Linked DNA regions of Mus musculus: region 2 is linked to region 1. The links are chromatin contacts, called in public HiChIP or PLAC-seq maps. All regions are on one chromosome and are shown on one strand. The core of a region is the stretch at or near the end of the contact, and the rest is flanking DNA. Distances in the headings are between cores, read along the strand shown.

Region 1 (4,539 bases), core at 906-3,405:
CAGACATCTAAATGTGTGTGTGTGTGTGTGTGTGTGTGTGTGTGTGTGTGTGTGTGTATATATACACACTACCTTCTCAGTACATTTAACATTACTTGTATGTATATATTTCCAGCACAGAACACTTGGTATTGAATAATCAAATAGAGGACTCATCTATAGGGAAGACTATTTTTCCAAGGTGAACTGTCCTGATCACAACACTCTTGAGTTGCCTGTAATTCTTTGTGTCTGGGTTGGGCCCTATTAGATTTCCCCCTTCTGTGTTAGCATGTCTGTTGGTGTCCTTGTTTAGGTAGCCACATGATTGAGATATCATGGATGAAGCTTCTCTTTCATTTATGGAACATCCAATCTCACATCAGATTTCACAGCCCTCTGGCTCCTAAAATCTTTCCTCCTGCTCTTCCATGATGTTCCCTGAGCCTCATGGGCAGGAGCTGTGTTGTAGATCCATTGACAGGGAGTGCCTCCCAACCACCCTTGCTCTCTGCATTTTGACTATTTACAATTTTCTGTAATGGTCTCCATCTGTTAAAAAGATACATTTACAATGAGTGAGAGCTCCATTTATCTGTGGACATGGGGTAAATGTTAATACAGTTAGATTTTATGATGACTTATAAACTGGTAGTGATAGGTTCTTTTCTAAAAATCCATGACCTGCCTAGCTCCAGAAAGATGGCTAGGTTTCCATTTCCAGATAAGATTTCTTCCCTATTGAGTTGCCCTTATGTCCAATCAGAGAGATGTTAGTTACCATCAAGATATAAATGACACTTAGGGTTGTCATTACCATGCCAGTCATCATTGTAGCTCATAGCTGGGTAGAAATATTACTTCCATCCCACTGCAGCTTGTGTATCACCCCTTATGGAGGCTAGTCCTTAGGAAAAGGGCTTTGAGTCAGACCCCGTTCAGGTTCTCCAGGTCTTATAGCATGGTGTCTTCAGTGACAGAGACCTACTTTTCAACCTCTGGAAGGCAACCAAGGGCAACAGCAGCAATAGCCTATATTGTTTTGGGAGTCTCTGATAAACAATTCAAAGGGGGTTTTCTCATGCAAAGGGCTTCTCTCTTTGGAGGTTTTATTAGATAGTCTAAGGCTCTTGGGGGAAGCATTGTAAACCCAAGTGGGATTTTTTTTGTGTAAACGTATAGTAATATATGTATATACATAGACTTATATGGAGAGGGAAATAGCAGGATATACATGATTTTAACAAAAAGATGGGTAAAATTGGTGGTGAGGCCACTTTAACTGGAGACAGAGATGGAAAGTCAATATAAAAAAAGGAAAAAGGAAGGAAGATAAAATAATTCCAAGGATATCTGGAAAAAAACAAGGGAATAATGGTATTATTTCCCTAAGATTTATAGAAATTTTAAAGAAAAGAAGAATAAAAGGCAAAGAAACACTACAACAGCACTGGCAGAAGTACAAAGCAAACCAGGCACTCAGTCAATGTCATTTTTAAGAGGTATGTATGTGTGTGTGTGTGTGTCTGTGTGTGTGTATGTATTCTTATGGATATATACACATAAGTATGGATGCCTACAGAGGCCAGAGACATTGATTTTTTCCCCCAAGAGCTGGTATTACGAACAGTAGTAAGCCATCTATGTGGGTGCTGGGACACAAAGTAAGTTCCTCTGCAAGAGGAATATATACTCTTAACCTCGGTTCAGCCCCTAAATATCCTTTCTTAAAATATACCTACTGAGCTGCTGAGTTGGTGGCTCAGGTACCCCACACTCTCATGAATTGCACACACTTAGAAAAACTCAGAACAAGCATCCTATGTGGACTATACACTTAAGATTGGACTTCCTGCAGGAAGAAACAAAACAACAACAACAACAAAAAACAAAACAAAACAACAAAACAAAACAAAAAAAACCGTAGTGTCAGAACCACATAGTGTTTAGTAAAGTTGAACCCTGGTCATGCCAGGACAGAGGTTTCAGGCACACACTAACCACTAACCTTGAGGAAGCTTGGAAGGAACAGAATTCATAACCAAATTAAGGGCCTATCTATACAATAGAACACGCAGCTGGGAGCTCAAGAATGCATGCTGAGAGTCAAGGGCAGCACCAGCAAGCAAGGAGAAGCCACATTCAGATCTCTGCTCCCAGCACCTCTCACTTCTCTCACACCCACTGCTCCTTTACCTAATAATGGCGCCTACTCATCAGGCCAGCTTTCCTACTCTGTGATGTGATGCCTGATTGTCTGTCCCCCTTTTGCCCACCCCAACCTCTCCTCTTTTCTTTTCATCTTCATGTTCCTTTTGTTAAGTTTTCCCAAGGAATAAAAGCTGGTTTGCTTTGGGGGATTGCCCTGCCTCAGCCTCCTGAAAGCCAAGATTGTTTTCAATTATTTAATTGGATCTCTTCACTTCTCTTTATTCTACCTGTGACCAGAGCCCCGTCATCACCCTGCCCCATCTCTAGTGTAACCTTTTCTAATCTTTCACTGTTCTGTTTTTCCTATTATATCAATATTGATCACTGGTCTTATTGTTGTTTGTTTTCCTTTTCCACTTACACCCACAGTAGCTCTCGGTGCTATCACTTTAATATGTCATCTTACTTTTTTGTATTTATCGTGCATATTTTGTGGTTTATTATAGGTTACAATATGTATTCACACATCCTGTCTCAGCCTTAAGCTCGTTTAGTTATGAGTATTGAAGTTATAAAGTGTGTTTTACTTTAAAAATCCTAAGGTTCAACTTCCTCTTCTTAATGGCTTACATAAAATTACTATTATCTTAAGTATTGACTAATCAATTACCTACATAAAATGATTAACTAAGGATTGCTAGACTGTGATGACTTTAGCATCTTTTTGTTTGTTTAATATTATGGAATAACCAGGAATTACTTTCATATGTAAGGCATGCACTTTCAATTATTTTAGAATAGAAATCATTATTCATTTCTCAGTATGGTAGGAGAATCCTGATCCTGGTTACATCTCAGTGGCAGGATCAAGTCCGAGGTTTGATTGACAAACTGGTTCTAGTTTCCTTCTTAATCCTGCCGTGTATCCAGTGTTCATTTAGCATACTGATTATCAGGGGACACCAAAAACTTAAGGGAGTCATCATCTACATGATTCAGTAAAATCTTTAGTCTTGCCAACCATCTGGCATCGATTGGCATAAGTCACTAGGTCAATTGAGTGGCCATGTGTGAATACCTCATTGCCAATTAGTCATCAATAGAAAAATAAAGCAGAGCATATCCAGTTTGCTGGTTAGTTTTGGGGTGAGGGTATTGTTTGTTTGTTTGTTTGTTTGTTGTCAACATGGCCTAAGCCAGGGTCATCTGGGAGGGAGGACTTCAATAGAGAAAATGTCTATATCATATTGGCTTGTAGGTGAGTCTGGGAGGGTATTTTCTTATTAATGACTGACATGAGAGGGCCCAGGCCACCACCAGGTTGTGCCTCTTTGGACTGGTGTTTAATCCTGATGTGTGTAAGGAAGGAAACTGAGCAAGCCATGGGAAGGAAGCCAGGAAGCAGCACCCCTTATCCATGGCTTCTGCTTCGGTTCCTGCCTCCAGGTTGTTAACTGTGCTCCTGTCCTGACTGTCCTTGGTGGTGGAATATAAAGGGAGGGGCCTACAGAAAAATAAGCCCTTTCATTCTCAAGTTGCTTTTGGTTGTGGTTTTGTCATAACAATAGCAGGCCTACTACACCCAGTGTACAGTGGGCTAGAAGTATCACTTTTATGAGCGAATGCAGGACACCAAATTAAGTTTACAACATATGCTGTTTAATCTACAAAAAAAAGAAAATGAAACAGAAAACCCTTCTCCTAGATTTCAAGTTCTGCTCAATTATATCCTTGCCCCTTGATTTCAAACTCTGTTCAGGTAAATTCCTGCCAGTTACCCTTTGTTTGTTTGTTTGTTTTCTATCTTTTTTTTATTTTATTTTTTATTAAATTATTTTATTTATTTACATTTTGAATGTTGTCCCCTGCTTCCCGGTCTGCCCTCCCAGAGATCTTCATCTCATACCTTCTCCCCTTATTCACCTACTTCTCCCCATCTCACCCCCCCATCATCCCCCTCCCCTGGGGCATCAAGTCTCTGCAGGATTAGGCACACCCTCTCCCACTGAGGCCAGACAATGCAGTCCTCTGCTACATATGTGTCAGGGGCAGGAACTAGCCCATGTATGCTCTTTAGTTGGTGGCTTGGTCTCTGGGAGCTCTGGGTGGTCCAGTTAGTTGATGCTATTGTTCTTCCTATGAGGTTGCCATCCCCTTCAGCTCCTTCGATCCCTCCCCTAACTCTTCCATAGGGTCCCTGACCTCAGTCCAGTTGTTGACTGTGAGTATCTGCTGGTAGAGCCTCTCAGAGGTCAGTCATGCTAGGTTCCTGTCTGCAAGCACAACATGGCATCAGAAATGTCAGGGATTGGTGCCCACCAATGGGATGGATCCCAAGTTGGGCCAGTCACTGGTTGGCCTTTCCTTCAGTCTCTGTTCCACTCTTGTCACTGCTTTTCTTTTAGACAG
Region 2 (4,946 bases), core at 1,313-3,812, 1.1 Mb before region 1:
AGATAGGGGACTAATATCCAATATATATAAAGAACTCAAAAAGGTGGACTCCAGAAAATCAAATAACCCCATTAAAAAATGGGGCTCAGAGCTGAACAAAGAATTCTCACCTGAGGAATACCGAATGGCAGAGAAGCACCTGAAAAAATGTTGGGAATTGGTTCTAAGGCTTTGTCTTAATTCAGCTCCCAAAGTCGCACTTCCAGACCTGAGGGTCCCCGCCCCCAGCTAGCTTCCTTTGGTAACCAAGAATTGCCTTACAAGCCGGGGCGTGGTGGTGCACACCTTTAATCCCAGCACTAGGGAGGCAGAGGCAGGCGTATTTCTGAGTTCAAGGCCAGCCTGGTCTACAAAGTGAGTTCCAGGACAGCCAAAGCTATACAGAGAAACCCTGTCTCAAAAAAAACAAACCAAAACAAACAAACAAACAGAATTGCCTTACAGCTGGGCAGAAAGTCAGGGAAGGACTTTTAGATTGTGCAGGCAAGGGGCAGAGGGAGAGAGGAGGAAGAGGAAGGAATCCGAGATGGGGGAACAAGGAGAACAGACCTAAAGGCCTAGGGCCCTAAAGGCCCGAGGTACCATTTCCTGATTGGGTTTGTGGTCGAAGAGATGAAATATGGATTTAGCAAATATTAATTCAAGAATACGGGAGGGGAATGTATACTAGCCATGGTGACTTTTAGAAGTGCCAAACCATTGAGCTAGTCAAAGCATATCAAAATTAGCTGGCGTGTCGTTGCGTGTGTGTGTGTGTGTGTGTGTGTGTGTGTGTGTGTGTGTGTGTGTACTGGGGATTAAACCTAGGGCCTCAAGCAAACCAGCAAGCACTCTACTACCGAGCTATATCCTTAGCCCAAAATGTTCTCAGTATTGGAAAAAAAAATATTTTGAGTAAAACTTCATGTCGTTTATATCTGTAATTAATTTATCCATGACTGGAATCCATTATCTAGGGAAATCTTTAAATCATTTTAATATTTCTTTCACCCCTTACCTGAGAAAAGAAATTCAACTGGAATTTTTATTTTTCCGGTAGTCCGCAGGCAGCCACTAAAGAGAAGGACTGTGTTTAGTCAGAGGGGCAGATGACTGGAAAAGGATCTAAAACCCATAGCTTAGCAATTTTGCTGAAGCTTGTCAATCATTTCTCCACTCACTGAACTGGTTGGTTTTATTAGATGATGCTAACTTATAGAATAAAAGTTGTTAATTAGTTCAGCAAAGCTAATGTTACTCGCTGCCGTGGCAATGCAGTTGTTTTAGTGTTCTGTCGTTATTTAGTGAACACGGGAAACAGAGGATGGAGACGCACTACTTCCGTCCCGCCAACCACGCTCCTCAACCTCCGGAGCATCACTACTTCCGCATCACTACTTCCGCATCACTACTTCCGCATCACTACTTCCGGTCTACCAACCAAGTGCCAACCGCGCTCCTCATCCTCTGGCCGGTCAGATAATTAAGATGGACTCACCCTTTCTCTTCCTACCTCCCCTTCTTTCTACATAAGCTTCTTGCAACATCTATTGTAATTATCAATTCAGTGGCTTCATTTCAGATGCAAGGATTTAAAGCAACTTCTGTGGGTTTAAAATATTGGCTAAAAGCAGGAGAGACGGCTTAAGGAAAAGGTGCTTGCTGCCAAACTTGAGTTCATTCCCTGGACACCACAGAATACAAGTTCAGAACCGATTCCAAGTTGCCCACTGACTTTTTATGCATGTGTGCGTACACACAAATGGAACTTTAAGTTACCCATCTAATAAACGTAAAAGCTTGGTTGTTTGGTGATATCGCTGCTGTTGCTGTTAAAAATCATGTTTTGTAACTATTTTAACAGATAATTTCAAAAGGGACAAATTTTCTTCATTTAAGATTATTTTCATACAGTGGCACCTATTTAAAAAGGAGGGGTGTCTATATGATAAACTGCCTTGTGCACAGGAGAAATGAGGGGAGTTGGCCAAATTCAAGTCCTTCCCAGAGTTCTGTAGGGTTGATTCTCCCCCCCCCCCCCCGCCCCCAATGGTGCTTGCTCTGTTTGTCCTTAATATGGAGATGGACTCCTTTGAAAACCTGAGCCCAGGCTGTGAGACTTGCAGTTGGGAGTTAGGAGCTCGGAGCTTGAAGATCCCTCCAACTAAGTCTTCTCGAGCATCCGGGACCTCCCGCTGCCCTGCCCTCAGGTGCACACAGCAACGCGTCCTCCTGGTTTTATGCCTTGTTACTACTTTACAGCGACCAAGTCGGCCTCTGTGCAGCGCACCAGCGTTTGGAGGGCTGGGGACTCCTGCAGCCTGCAGAGAAGTCTCTCGAAGCCAGAGGCCTGCGGTGAGCGCCGTCACCGCCAGGGGGCGACCAAGCCCCGCCGCGGCCAGCAAGACGGACCCGCGCTTACCTCCAGGTAGTACAGGTCGACCGTAGTGATCTGAGAGTCCAGGAAGTCTTCATAGGTGTTGAACTGTGTGACAATGTTGTCCACGGCCGTCAGCCCCTCGTCCTGATCCATCGCGGCTACACCGACGCGTCCCTAGTAACCGGTGTGGGCGGGCCGGACGCGCGCCGGTTGCGGGGGCGGGGCAGAGGGCGCTGCGCTGGCCCTGCCCCAGCCGGATCCCTGGGCGGCTTCTAACCCCTGGGAGCGGTCAGCCCTGCAGGGCAAACCCAACTTTTTTGGTGTAAAAGCCTTAGCAAAGTCCGAAGGTGCCTGCTCAGTGTTTGCAGTAAGAACCTCGACAGAAGAGTATCCCGGAAATCTAGGGGAAATAGTCTTGCTGGGTGCTTCAAAATAGCACGTGATCAGTTGTATAAATTACAACTTAAAGGCAAGTTATGGTTGGTTACTTGTGTGCCAGGAACAATGTATAAACTTCCCAAACGAAGCAGCCTTAGTGATCTCCTTTGCTCCTGCCTTCTGCCTTTCAGTTCCTTTACTTTTTGTTATTTAAATTTCAATAAGTTGAAAATTACTTGAAAAATCTTGCCTCCTTGAACGTCCTTTAAAAAATTGGGTTGGGGGGGAGGGATCCTAATCATGGAATGATATATCCCATTGAGAAGCTGATATTGACTTGTGTTTCTATTTACTCATTTCTTTAAAATACTATAGTATAAAATTGAATCTGAAACATTTCTCATTAGAGCAGACTTGTACAACTGTTTCCACACCAGAAGCACAGATGCTTGCTGTTATGCCAAGGGACTTTACAATCATCTCAGCATTTGTAGAAATCAAATCAGATTCTGCAATGAATCTTTTCCATTTTTTGGGGGGGAGGGGGGCAAAGTAAAGCCAGGTCTATTTAAGACCCCAAGTTGCACAATAAGTTATAGCTTTATTTTAAAAACAGGCTACCAACAATTTATATTGTATAATTATCTAGAAAGCTATAGAAACTAAACTCCAAGCATAGAGGGGAAAAAATTTCATGTGGCCTAAAACATTATCACAAGTAGAGAGGAGAGGTCTCTGTACTGTCTGGTCCAAAAGAAACTTGAGGACAAGTGCCTTTTGTGTCTTTTAGCATTCTGAAGGGCAAGCTGGCCTCTAGGCATCTCATGTACCTGGTTTCAAGTCCAAGCTGACATTCAGGCTCCTCCTAGCTCCTCTCATATCAGCTTCTCAGTCCTACAGAACCCTGACCTTTCAGCCATGTGCTCTCTTACCACCCACCCCCTCTCTGTCCCAGAGGCATTATTCTGGGTGTGTTGAACACAACAGAAAGCTTAAAAAAAAAAAAAAAAGTTTCTGCCGCTGGGGTCCACAGGATATGAAACTTGCTTCCGTGTGGTGATTGATTTGAATTTACCACATACCAGCCCTGTTCTAAGTACCATACAATCTCCATTATTTCGTTTAATCACAACAACAAACTCACTAGAAAACCAGCATTGGTGTTATCCTCCATATGGAGACAGGATGAGTTTAAATGACTTGGCCAAAGTGTCGGGTGCAAAAAAGCAAACCCAAAAAATAACAATAGTCCTTTTCTCTCACAGGGGCATGTGGATGTAAAGATAGGTTATAAAGAGCTGTGTAAAACCAAATACAGAAGTTTGTTTATTAGAAAGAAAAATAAACGTGTGGTAAGGAACACGGATTGATACAAAGCCTAGAAACAGTAGGCGCATCTTCCAAACTGTGGAGGCAAGAAACGCAAGTTCTGTGTGGGATGGAGGGAGAGGTGGACAGTAGGGAGGGGCACAGGAAAGAGGATTGGAAGGAGGAAGCTGACTGAAGTTGAAAGGTGTAGTAAAAGAGATTTCAAACGAGACCAGCCGTGGACCCAAACAGGAGAAGCTGTGGTGGCCATGGCTTCAGAATGGAACTCACACTACTGCACGCTGCTCGTCTAGGGGGTGCTGGGCTGTGCTTACATGTGTTACCGCTGTTTCTGCCATCCTCCCACACCAAGGTTTTATCGTCCTCTTGAAATCATAAAACAGCTAAGGAATGTTGGAATTCCTGACCCTGTGGCACTCTGATATCAAGGACGATTTCTACCTTCATTGTTCTAGCATGATCCATTGCAGTTGTACGTTTTTTAGGGATGCTTCATTAAACTGACCACGCAGACAGAAACCGCACGGTCAGAAGCTCTTTGGTGAAATGATCTTGAAAGCATAGAAATTTAAACAACTTAAAGGTATTTCCAATCAAGGACTCTAATGCTGCCCAAACACTTTTAACAGAGCAGTGTCTTTGTTAATAGTGAAAGAAATTTATAAATTTAGACCATTCTACACAGAAAGGTTAAAATTACAGTAAGCCCAACAACACAAGTCTTCTAGATTTTCACTTTGGGTTCAGAAACACTTTAGACCTGAGCCTGAAAAATGCCAAGAAGGAATGGCAACCATGAAATATGTAAGATTAAGCAAGTCTCTTTTCTATGGTGAGGCCTTTGTTATGACGAAGAAATACTTTATTTTGGAAACCATAA

The links. HiChIP or PLAC-seq counts read pairs in DNA pulled down with a chosen protein or histone mark.
Region 2: a contact with region 1 is called in an H3K27ac HiChIP or PLAC-seq map of embryonic stem cells, with 7 times the contacts expected there. The contact joins the promoter of Cfap299 here to the enhancer-like site in region 1. A contact is called at or near these places in 9 of 39 promoter capture datasets (the 3T3-L1 cell line, 3T3-L1-derived adipocytes, the C10 cell line and 5 more) and 3 of 115 datasets of contacts at active chromatin or transcription factors (differentiating embryonic stem cells, embryonic stem cells and stem cell-derived neural progenitor cells).

What each region holds. Positions count from the first base shown.
Region 1 is chr5:97,224,192-97,228,730 of GRCm38.p6, reverse strand. No RefSeq gene overlaps it. Among named protein-coding and RNA genes, the nearest start is that of Gm33609, 95 kb to the right of the region's middle. Within about 2 kb of position 2,155, at least 5 of the 459 cell types and tissues checked have an H3K27ac peak or open chromatin away from gene starts, as enhancers often do. A contact at or near this core is called in differentiating embryonic stem cells and embryonic stem cells, where this site is marked.
Region 2 is chr5:98,326,920-98,331,865 of GRCm38.p6, reverse strand. It overlaps Cfap299 (cilia and flagella associated protein 299), which reads right to left and starts at 2,562. Exons shown (of 6, transcript NM_001024614.1): 1 at 2,402-2,562. The coding sequence starts at 2,512.